Linked DNA regions of Danio rerio: all the other regions are linked to region 1. Evidence: chromatin contacts called from public HiChIP or PLAC-seq data. All regions are on one chromosome and are shown on one strand. Each heading gives the region's core, a stretch centred on a gene start, on an enhancer-like site or on the middle of the called end of the contact. The rest is flanking DNA. Distances are from core to core; before and after follow the strand shown. Region 1 holds the start of dmrta2 (DMRT-like family A2). Region 2 holds the start of rnf11b (ring finger protein 11b). Region 3 holds the start of cdkn2c (cyclin-dependent kinase inhibitor 2C (p18, inhibits CDK4)).

What was found. HiChIP or PLAC-seq counts read pairs in DNA pulled down with a chosen protein or histone mark.
Region 2: an H3K4me3 HiChIP or PLAC-seq map of gastrula embryo shows a contact between it and region 1, with 5 times the contacts expected there. The contact joins the promoter of rnf11b here to the promoter of dmrta2 in region 1. A contact is called at or near these places in 2 of 4 datasets of contacts at active chromatin or transcription factors (embryo and gastrula embryo).
Region 3: an H3K4me3 HiChIP or PLAC-seq map of gastrula embryo shows a contact between it and region 1, with 4 times the contacts expected there. The contact joins the promoter of cdkn2c here to the promoter of dmrta2 in region 1. A contact is called at or near these places in 2 of 4 datasets of contacts at active chromatin or transcription factors (embryo and gastrula embryo).

What each region holds. Positions count from the first base shown.
Region 1 is chr8:18,032,070-18,035,375 of GRCz12tu, reverse strand. dmrta2 (DMRT-like family A2) reads left to right here and starts at 1,831. Exons shown (of 2, transcript NM_001007064.2): 1 at 1,831-2,318; 2 at 2,749-3,306. The coding sequence starts at 1,853.
Region 2 is chr8:18,242,753-18,246,058 of GRCz12tu, reverse strand. rnf11b (ring finger protein 11b) reads left to right here and starts at 1,651. Exons shown (of 3, transcript NM_001128408.1): 1 at 1,651-2,201. The coding sequence starts at 2,079.
Region 3 is chr8:18,185,975-18,189,280 of GRCz12tu, reverse strand. cdkn2c (cyclin-dependent kinase inhibitor 2C (p18, inhibits CDK4)) reads right to left here and starts at 1,608. Exons shown (of 3, transcript NM_001199994.1): 1 at 1,482-1,608; 2 at 465-1,107. The coding sequence starts at 596. It overlaps faf1 (Fas (TNFRSF6) associated factor 1), which reads left to right and starts at 2,991. Exons shown (of 19, transcript NM_212973.2): 1 at 2,991-3,306. The coding sequence starts at 3,256.

The DNA.
Region 1 (3,306 bases), core at 582-3,081:
AGATAAATTCACCTTTAAGTCTTTTGCGACGTTTACGTTTTACTAGAATAACAGTATAATTATTTAAAACAATGACAGTGTTCAATTGATCCTTAAATAAACAACAATTATCAATTCGCTGATCCTTTATGTAGGCTATTTATGCATATGTAAAACCTTCTGGGTTGTTTCTGTGCTTAAAACATTCATATAAATTGCTCAAAAATACCTGAAGTATTTATGAATCACTACATTTTGAATTATGACATATTTATTTGCATTTTAGTACAAACAGACATATCAAAGCTTTGCAATAATTATTTGAAGCTTTTAAAATGGGCTAAAAATAAAAAAATCCTCGCTTTATATTCTTTTATGAGGTAAACAATATTACATGCGATTGTAAAATAATTGACCAGTAGCCTATTATATGAATAAATTTAAATATATTTTCGTATTTTGCACAAGCCAGAGTTATCAGGAAACAAAACAGAGGGAGAAAAAAAATCAAATATCATCTTAAATTTGTTCGAAACTAATGAATACGACTAGACTTTAAATCAAGCCAGCAAGAACAACGCTTAAAATAAATAGCCTACAATGCCAAGTAGAAAAGTAGTGTTTTAATTACATAAATGTGCGACGAATAATAAAGAGGAACAGAAGTAAAAGTCAAGCCTGGCTAACGCGTTAAACCACGTGCAACTTCTTAATATCATATCGGGCAGTAGCTACATAGCCTATATAAATAACGTTATTTTGATTTATTTTATAAATTAGGCAACTAAATAATTTAAAGTCCTGTTTCTAATAAATGAGAAATTACACACAAGTAACTAAAGTAGTTTAGCTAAGTTCTGAATAAATACAAGCATGCCGTTTTAGACTACGAAACAATGCTGACAAAAAACAATTACAAATACGCAGTAAACAATTACGAAACAAAACGAATATCCCTTAAAGTCTTGCTTAAAACTTACCGTTTATCGACATTGACGTCATTCTACAAGGGACTGGCTCTTCACTACAAAAAAGTCTCGTCTTCCAGTGTTTAAAAAATAACTTGGACTACTTTTAAAGAGAAAATAAATGCGTTTGCTATTCAAATTCTGAAAACCCACGTAAATCACCTTTTAGCAGCTCCTTTGACTAAACGGCTTTTTATAAAGCCAAATTGTCCAACAACGCGTTTAAAGAATCAGCTAGTCGTCTTTAGGATCTATAGCCTGTATTTTTGTAAATAATTTCTTATGATAAAAGTTTTATGTTTTAGCTCTGCGTGATGCTTGTTATTTGAGAAAAGAACGCAGGTGGACACAGTTGAAAAAGAGACAAGCCAATCAGATCGCGCCTTCCCCCTTTGGCCAATGACAGGCGCCACATTGTTGTCAAATTTGTCTAATGAAAACGTGGGCGCAACAATAGATCGAGAGGGATCTGTATCCACTGAAGATCTCTCGAGGAAGTTAGTGTCTCACACTGGCTGCAGCAGCAAACTCTGCTCTCTCACACTGCTGGCCGATCGTTGAGTTTAAAGTTAGTTTCGCATCGCTTTCCATGGATTTTTGTGTTTTAAGATTAACTTTTATTTGTGTTACGCGTAAGTTTAATTTCTAAAATCAGCACTTCGTTCGGGCTGCTTGTGGACTGTGCGCAACAAGTTGAAGATCTCGCTGGAAAGAGGACTTTCATAATAAATTGGTTTCTGCTTTCTTCTTGGACACTGGCAGTCGGGCTGTGTTCTTTAAATGCTGTACTGAAGATATTCACCTTGTATCGATTCTGGTCAATGCTTATGAAACGTCTCCGATCGAAGACTTCGGTTGCGCACGTATTTTAACCTATCGATCCGCTGTTTGTTAATTCGGAGAATATGGATCTTCGTCCAGAGATCCCACCCGCCTCTCAGGCAGGGTCGCAGGTTCATCCAGGCGCTGCTGCTGCGGCGGCCGCTGCCGCCTCCATACCAGTTTCAATGGCAGGTAGCCTGTTAAGGGCCCCACCGCTGTTGCTTCGCGCTACGGAGAAGTATCCAAGGACGCCCAAGTGCGCCCGGTGCAGGAATCACGGCGTGGTATCCGCGCTCAAGGGGCATAAGCGCTACTGCAGATGGAAAGACTGTATGTGTGCCAAATGCACCCTGATCGCGGAGAGACAGCGCGTGATGGCCGCTCAGGTCGCGCTCCGCAGACAGCAGGCGCAGGAGGAGAACGAGGCGAGAGAGCTCCAGCTGCTCTACGGCACAGCAGAGGGTCTGGCCCTTGCCGCTGCCAACGGCATCATACCTCCCCGGCAAAACTATGAGGTCTTCGGCCCAGTTAGCAACGAATCAAACTCTGGTAAGTAGAAACGTTATGATCATATAGCCTATATGGAAATACTTAAAAATAAAGATTTTAGTTGGAAGCAATAATTGTGATCCACCTTTAAGTTTTCCATATTATAACGAAGATAGTATTGTAATAAAAAATATATTTGTACTGGCATTATTTAATGCAACTTGTTACAGAATCCAGTATATGTTGAAAAAAAGAGCACACAATATTCCAGCTTTTTAGAGAGCTAAAGTATCATGTTATAGCCAGTTTAAGAACATAATTCCCTTTAAAGTACCATTGAATATATGTTTTATATAATTGCATATTTAGCATGATGTGTTGTATTCTATGTAATTTGAACTAGTCTATGGAAGTTGAATTTCTAGTTTCACTAGTTTACAAACCCAGAAAATAGTTATGGAAGTTACTGACGTGCACAAATCTATTCCAGGAGAATCAAATATCCAAAAGTTCGAGCTGTTCCCCAAGACACCTTTACCAGGAACGGTGACACCACATCAGGCGGCTGGAAAGTCTGTATCCACCGACACCGAATCCGTTCCTGGCATGTCGTCTCCAGATATGCGCCACGGCTCGGGTTCGGAAAACGGCGACCGAGAGTCTATCGTGAGTTCCCCGATAGCCAAACCACTAAAAGATGGCGAGGAGACGCCAGGCTCAATCAGTCCCATCGGCTCAGACTCCGGCTCCGACACGGATAAAGATGAGCAGGAGCCCTCGCCCTCTTCCGCGGCATCACGACAGATGAACGCCATCGACATCCTAACGAGGGTTTTCCCTAACCACAAGCGTAGCGTCCTGGAGCTTGTGCTTCAGGGATGCGGGAAAGATGTGGTGCAGGCCATAGAGCAAATCCTAAACAACAGCGGTCAAGCCAAGGGTCCAGAGGAGACCTGGACGGCGGAGAGGATGCTGCAGAGCGTGCAGCCAACCATGTCCTCCACCCCGCGGCCTATGTTACCTGGAACCATGACGCTCAGCAATAGAT
Region 2 (3,306 bases), core at 402-2,901, 210 kb before region 1:
TGTGTGAATTTGATGGTGTTATGGGTGTTACCCAGTACTGGGTTGTGGCTGGAAGGCCATCCGCTGTGTAAAACATATGCCGGAATAGTTGGCGGTTCATTTGGCTGTGGCGACTGCTGATAAATAAGTGACAAAGCCAAAGTAAAATTAACAAATGAATGATCTTTAAATACTATTGATTTTTAGTACTTTGTTGATGATGAATAAAAATTAATTATACATGTTTCCACAAACCTTAAATCCAGTAATAAAATAACATTTTTGTTGTAGTTTTAATTAGAGTAAAAACAAAGTCTCATCTTTCAAATGATTTTACTATTTTTGTCTTTTTTTTTTTTTGCCAAATATGTGAGAACATGCAAACTCAACACAGAAATGCCAACTGACTTTCTTTTTTGAGCTTTAAGGGGGCTTTTTTAAAGAGTTTACCCAGAAATTAGTTAAAGAGTTATAGTCTTGACAGTAATTAGTCGCTTTCAATTTGATAAAGTGTCAACTAAAAATAGTACCATTCAGAGTGAAATAAAATGTTATAAAACATCTATATCCACCAATTATTCTTATTCCTCTGAAGTTAAAACATTGGAATGGTATTGTCTAAATAAAATATATAAACACATACAGTTAAAGTCAGAATTTAGATTTTTTTTTCTTTTTTTAAATTTTTCTGAAATTATGTTTAACAGAGCAAGTAGATTTTAACAGTATGTCTGATAATATTTTTTCTTCTGGTAAAAATCTTATTTGTTTTATTTAGACTAGAATAAAAGCAGTTTTTAGTTTTTTAAAAACCATTTTAAGGTCATAATTACTGGCCCTTTTAAGCTATTTTTTTTTTTTGATAGTCTACAGAACAAACCATCGTTATACAATAACTTGCCTAATTAACCTATCCTGCCTAGTTAACCTAATTAACCTAGTTAAGCCTTTAAATGTCACTTTAATCTGAATACTAGTTTCTTGAAAAATATCTAGTAAAACATTATTTACGGTCATCATTATACTGTCATGTTATTAAAGATAAGTTATTAAAACTATCGTGTTTAGAAATGTTGAAAAAAACTCTGATAAACAGAAATTGGGGGAAAATATACATAAGGGGGCTAGTAATTCTGACATGGCATATCTGTAATTTTGAACGATTGTCATTGTATGCTCTGAATGACAACATGTTTATTTTACATTTAAGAAATTTCAGTAAAAATCACTGAAACAATCAGTAGCTAGCAGGAAAAAAAAACGGAAACTGAGAAATACGAATTCCCATATGGTATTTAAACAAGAAAAGCAATGAAGATATGAAAGACGACCCCTTTTTCTCCGGATTAACTTGGATGGATTTTTACCTCCGAATTGCACTTTAATCATCATGACATCGATTTGGTTATAATGTAGTAGTCACTCAGTTTAGTTATTCCTCCAATCTGTTCTTCAGGGGAAAGGGGAAAGTCGTGCGTTTTATTTTTCAAACTGACAATTTTACAATTGAAGTGAACTATGCCTTTAAATCGGCCTAATGCGGTCAAGTTTAAAGGCTTTAAACCCCTGTTGTTGGTGTTGTAAGTCTGCAATCTAATTGGGTGACGAGTATCCACTAATAGCGCCCTTACTACTGAAGACGCCTACTGATTGGTGGATTCTGTGCGGAGGCGGGACTTAGAATGACTGCCTGAAAGGCAACATTGCCTGAGTCGCCATTGAGAGCGAGCGCATATTTGATATTGTGGAAATTATCTCCTGGAAGGCTAACCAGTGTGTTTACTATTAAGACGAAGAGAAAGGGACAGCATTACATAAAGAGGCTTTAAATCAAAAAGACGTGTTTCACAGGTTTAGACTGTGTGAATTTATACAAACATCGTTTCATATCCGCGTATGACACTTTTTCCAGGCTTCTTTGTGTCGACAATGGTTTGTTTTTCTCCGTCAGGATCTCTCATGGTGATCGGATCGTTGTAAATGAATGATAGAGGGTTTTGTCGTCCTGTTTAAAGGGACAGAAGTCTGGTTGGAGTGATTAAGGGCGGAAGGGATAGGAAGGATTTCAACATTTAGACAACAAGGAGTTTGGAAAGGAGATGGGGAATTGTCTGAAATCTCCCACTTCGGATGATATCTCCTTGCTCCACGAATCCCAGTCAGACAGGGCCAGTTTCGGTGACGCCAACGATCCAGATCAGGAACCGCCACCTCCGTATCAGGTAAGCTTATAAAAACCATTAGAATACACAAAGAAACTTTGCTTTTGACTAATATAACGTGCCTTGTGTCCACCCTCCTGCTTCAATCATAACATGAACACTCGCAATTCATAATATCAAGCAAATAGACGTAAATATATCACCAACAGCAAGCTCCCGCAGGAGCTCCATCTGTTTAATTTCGCCCTAGAGTGTGTGCCATACTAAATCCTCTTTGTTCGACGTAAACTTGGCCTGCAGTTCACGTCAGACCATCCAGACAGATGGACAGTCTGTTATTTCATCTTTACTGCCGCCTCCGTGGCGTGTTGATTCACCAGCAGCAGCTTTATTGCGATAAAGGTAACCATTCTGGTTGTGACGATTCTTGTTTGCAGTTGTGACGTCATGTCGATGTTATTCTCCTTGCTCGAGTGTTACACAAACCTTTTAAAATATTCTGTTTTCTTCTCTTCACAGACTGTAAGGGCAAACTATATGTATTTAATTTAAATATTACTAATACTGATGTTGTACACATACACAATGTTACTACCTCACTATATATATATTTTTGCAAACTTCCGGGAAGAGAGCTTAAAAATGCTTATAATATGACAATGGGCTGCTCTACATTGTCCTTTAGTCAGAAGTGTTGGGAAGCCTTGCACTCGGGGATTTCCCCATTTTACGGACATGTGGAATCAGTTGAGGTCTAAGTCATGAGATCATGATATTTTAAAGTGATGTCATGCTTTACAAAACATAGTTCAAATGGAAGAACTGGGTTGGCCAGGGTCTTTTTGTTGGATGAAACAAACCATGTCGAAGCAGATAAACTTGTGTAGCACCGTAAGTGAACGTTTTATGTCCAGTCACTGTGTTTTGTAAGAAGCAACATGACTCAGAAGATGTCTGATCTGAAATGTTTGCAACTGTGGTGGCTGTTACATCCTCTTGTTGTGTTGACCTTATCTGTTTTACAAGAACTCTCCAACAAACTGATTGAGGTAAAATTGGTTTAATATTTAGACATTCAGACTTTCGCATTAATAATATAATTTCTGAAAATTAGTCTTTGCAAATCCTAAATAGTGAAATTATATTAGCAGCCAATGACTATTGA
Region 3 (3,306 bases), core at 359-2,858, 150 kb before region 1:
AAGGAAATAACAAACATAAGCATCTACAATCATTTCGGGCCTTATAAAACTGGAACTGCATGATCATTAAAATACATGCAAAGTTTTCTGTTACATCTACAATCTGAAATAATTATAAAAAGCTGCCAAACATGTCAGGTTTCGTGTAGCTCGTGAGCTGATCTATACGGTGATAAAACACTTTTCGGTTTCAACAATAAATAGGCTATTGGAGAACAAGTGACGCACATTTGTTGGCATATAAAAATAGAAATAATTTGTAACAGGTGCGTAGTTGGTTCTCAGGTAAACCTTTTGATTTTTTCAAAAAGCCACCGGTTTGGTCAGAAGTAAATCAACCAGGCCACTGCTATAGTGACTGGAAGAAGGAAAAGAACAAGCTGTTTTCCTGAAGCTGATGCACTATGAATTATAAACATCGTGTTTTTTTATATGAAGGTTGTAGGTGGAGATGTGCGTCTAACCTGCAGTGCTGTCCTGCCATATTTATTCTTCTCGTTAACGTTCACGTTGCTTTGAAGTGTCTGCTCAACTTCCATCAGATCCCCAATCGCAGCTGCAGTGCTCAGCCTGTCTAAAGCAGTGTCCTCGGCCATTATATCCTGACAAAGGAAAGTAGAATATCTCTGATTTTGTTAATAAAAATGTCCGCTGGTGGAGATATGGAAAAAGCACTACAAAGCAGTAGTAAATAGTCCGATCCTCCAGCCCCCCTAAAAAATATCCGTTGGAGATGCGCCAAGGTCCACCCACATTAGGCTAACATCGTCCTACTGAAGCCATCGGAACCAGTGGAGAAAACAGAGATGCGGAGCCATCTCTAATCAAAATAAGAACGATCAAGAACAATTAAACAAAAGAAACATCCTCTTTTCTGCGATCGACGCCCGTGCCCAAAAATGGCATGAATGTACTGTGGTCTTAGTCCAGATACTCGATCTCTCGCATTCAAACAGATTTGCAGTAGTCACATGAAAATGATCGGATCCGAGAGGCAAACTTCCCTTTCATATGTCCTCTGATAATATGCAGGTGCAATGGGCTGAAGAGCTGCGATGCGTTCGTGGTATTCGCAGATGTAGTCATTCCGAGCTTCTTCCACGACCTCTGAAACAGAGAAAGGAGCCTGTTACTTCGCTGAGAAAAAATATATTAAGCATCCAATCAATTTGCAACGACGTGTTGTGAGTTTTTTTGAGAGCTTCCCGCCAATTTTGAACATGAAACGTCAAGAGTCTTCATTGATGTGCACATCAAAGACCGCTGGCACCACGAAAGGCTTCGTACTGATACTAGTCCGGTGTAGCGAACTGGCACGCGTGCAAAACATTACTAACAGTGTTTCGGTATTCGCATTTCAAAACTCTAGGCTTGAATATCTACAAATGTTCCGCCGTAGTGATTCATTAGAGGTGCTTTACACTTCTGTGGAGGTTCAGCCGCTGGTCGAATCATTTGAAATGAAACATTGTATCCAGTACCTGCAGAATGGTTACATCGCTGGCTTCGGTTTATCCTCTTCTGATGGCTCTCGGGAGTTCAATACGCTGTTTATAAGACAGCTGAGTTTGTCAGAGAGTCTGCTGCTGTTTGACATCACTCCTTTTTGAAATAAAGGACCGACACTTCCGCCCATATAGAGGCGGAGCCGCTGGGACTCAACGGTAATGCTGCTGGGACTCAGGGAGAGGCTGATCCTCCTGACCGAAAGAGAGATGCACTTTCTGCTTTCAGTTTTGAATACGCATTCGCCTTTCCCGTGTAATAAAGCCTTTACGACGTTGGTGTTACCAATATAAGTTTCTTCTTTTGAAGTTGAATTAATTCAAGCTCCTCATGTGAAGAAAACACTGTAACAGCACAATGGGTTATATAGTCCTCCGCGTAGTTTGCCTATATTTACATTATGGCGTGTTTATCCATTCACCACACACTATTAAACTTATTATTAAATACATGATTTTAAAATCAGCTGAAGCTATAGAGTTTTTCTGGTGTTTTAGTTTTCTCTCTCATTTTTGAAACAACCACAGCAGATTATGATTTATCTGTTGCTATTTTTAATGCAAGGCTGTTAAATTCACAGTTTATTTATGTTCAATTACCCCAAAAGCTTTAGTAATTTAAATTGTAGTCGATGTTTCTGGCATAGGATTGTCTAGCTGACCTCCTGAAAGCAGTTTGGCTGGAAACGATGGCCTGATGTACTAAATCCCTTCAAGCCCCTCTAAAAACCAGGCAGGACTGCTTATAACTAAGCTGGTGTATGGACCATTTTGAGAGATGTAAACGAAACAATGGTCCCAATATATTTTAATTTCTATAGCCACATATTGATAGATAATTTTGTGATAGATGTTTTAACATGTAGTCATGATTGAATTGCCTCTTGTTACAGTTATGAAATAGTTTGATAACAAGCAGGAAATGTTCATGGGTCACACTGAAATGGTTATTATGCATTTATTTTTGTTGTATTATTTGTAGACAAGGTTGTTGATATCTTGTTGTTTTTCTTTTGTATGTTTACAATAAAATAACGTTTAGGTAATTTAATTGCATTGAACTTTAGGATGCCTTTGCTTAAGATGCTCTGACACATTTAAAACGGCCCCAAACCAATCTAAACCAGCAATGGTGTGATTGAGAACACCAGCAAGCACACATTTATATCCCTGGCATAGATTACACCAATGAAAACTGTTCGTTCATCAGAATGTACATACAAATTTAGTCTAAACAAGTGATTTATTAAGAGTTTGGTCTTGCCTATCTTCTTGTTTACAAAATAAAAAAAGTTATTTTAGGTGGTTGCACAGTGTAAACAGAACTTGTTACAGCTAAAACAACAATTCGGATGACTATGTAACACGGAAAAACATATATCTTAAAAGCTTTCTATTTTAAAATGGCTTATGCTAGCCAAACCAATCACTTGCAAATATCAGCCCATTCAAACTCAACGGCGGCCCTACGCAGTCCTTTTCCAACGATGTTTGTGTGGCGCCACCTCCGCGACAGTTTGCAGCACTTCTTTACGGCAGCCGTAAGATGAATTTGAACGCGATCTAGAACAGCAAAGTGACGATAACAGAAAACCTGAAAGCCGACAAACACTGACAACACGGCCCCGAAGAGCAGCATTCGCACTTAGTTATTTACCGCACGCTGACCTGCCGTGTCCCGAGCTGCTTTTTTGAAATTGATGGTTGATATTGTGGGGCTTTTTACATGATTCGTTAGCCTCTCTCTGCAATGGCCTCCGACAGCAACATGGACAGAGAAATGATCCTGGCCGACTTTCAG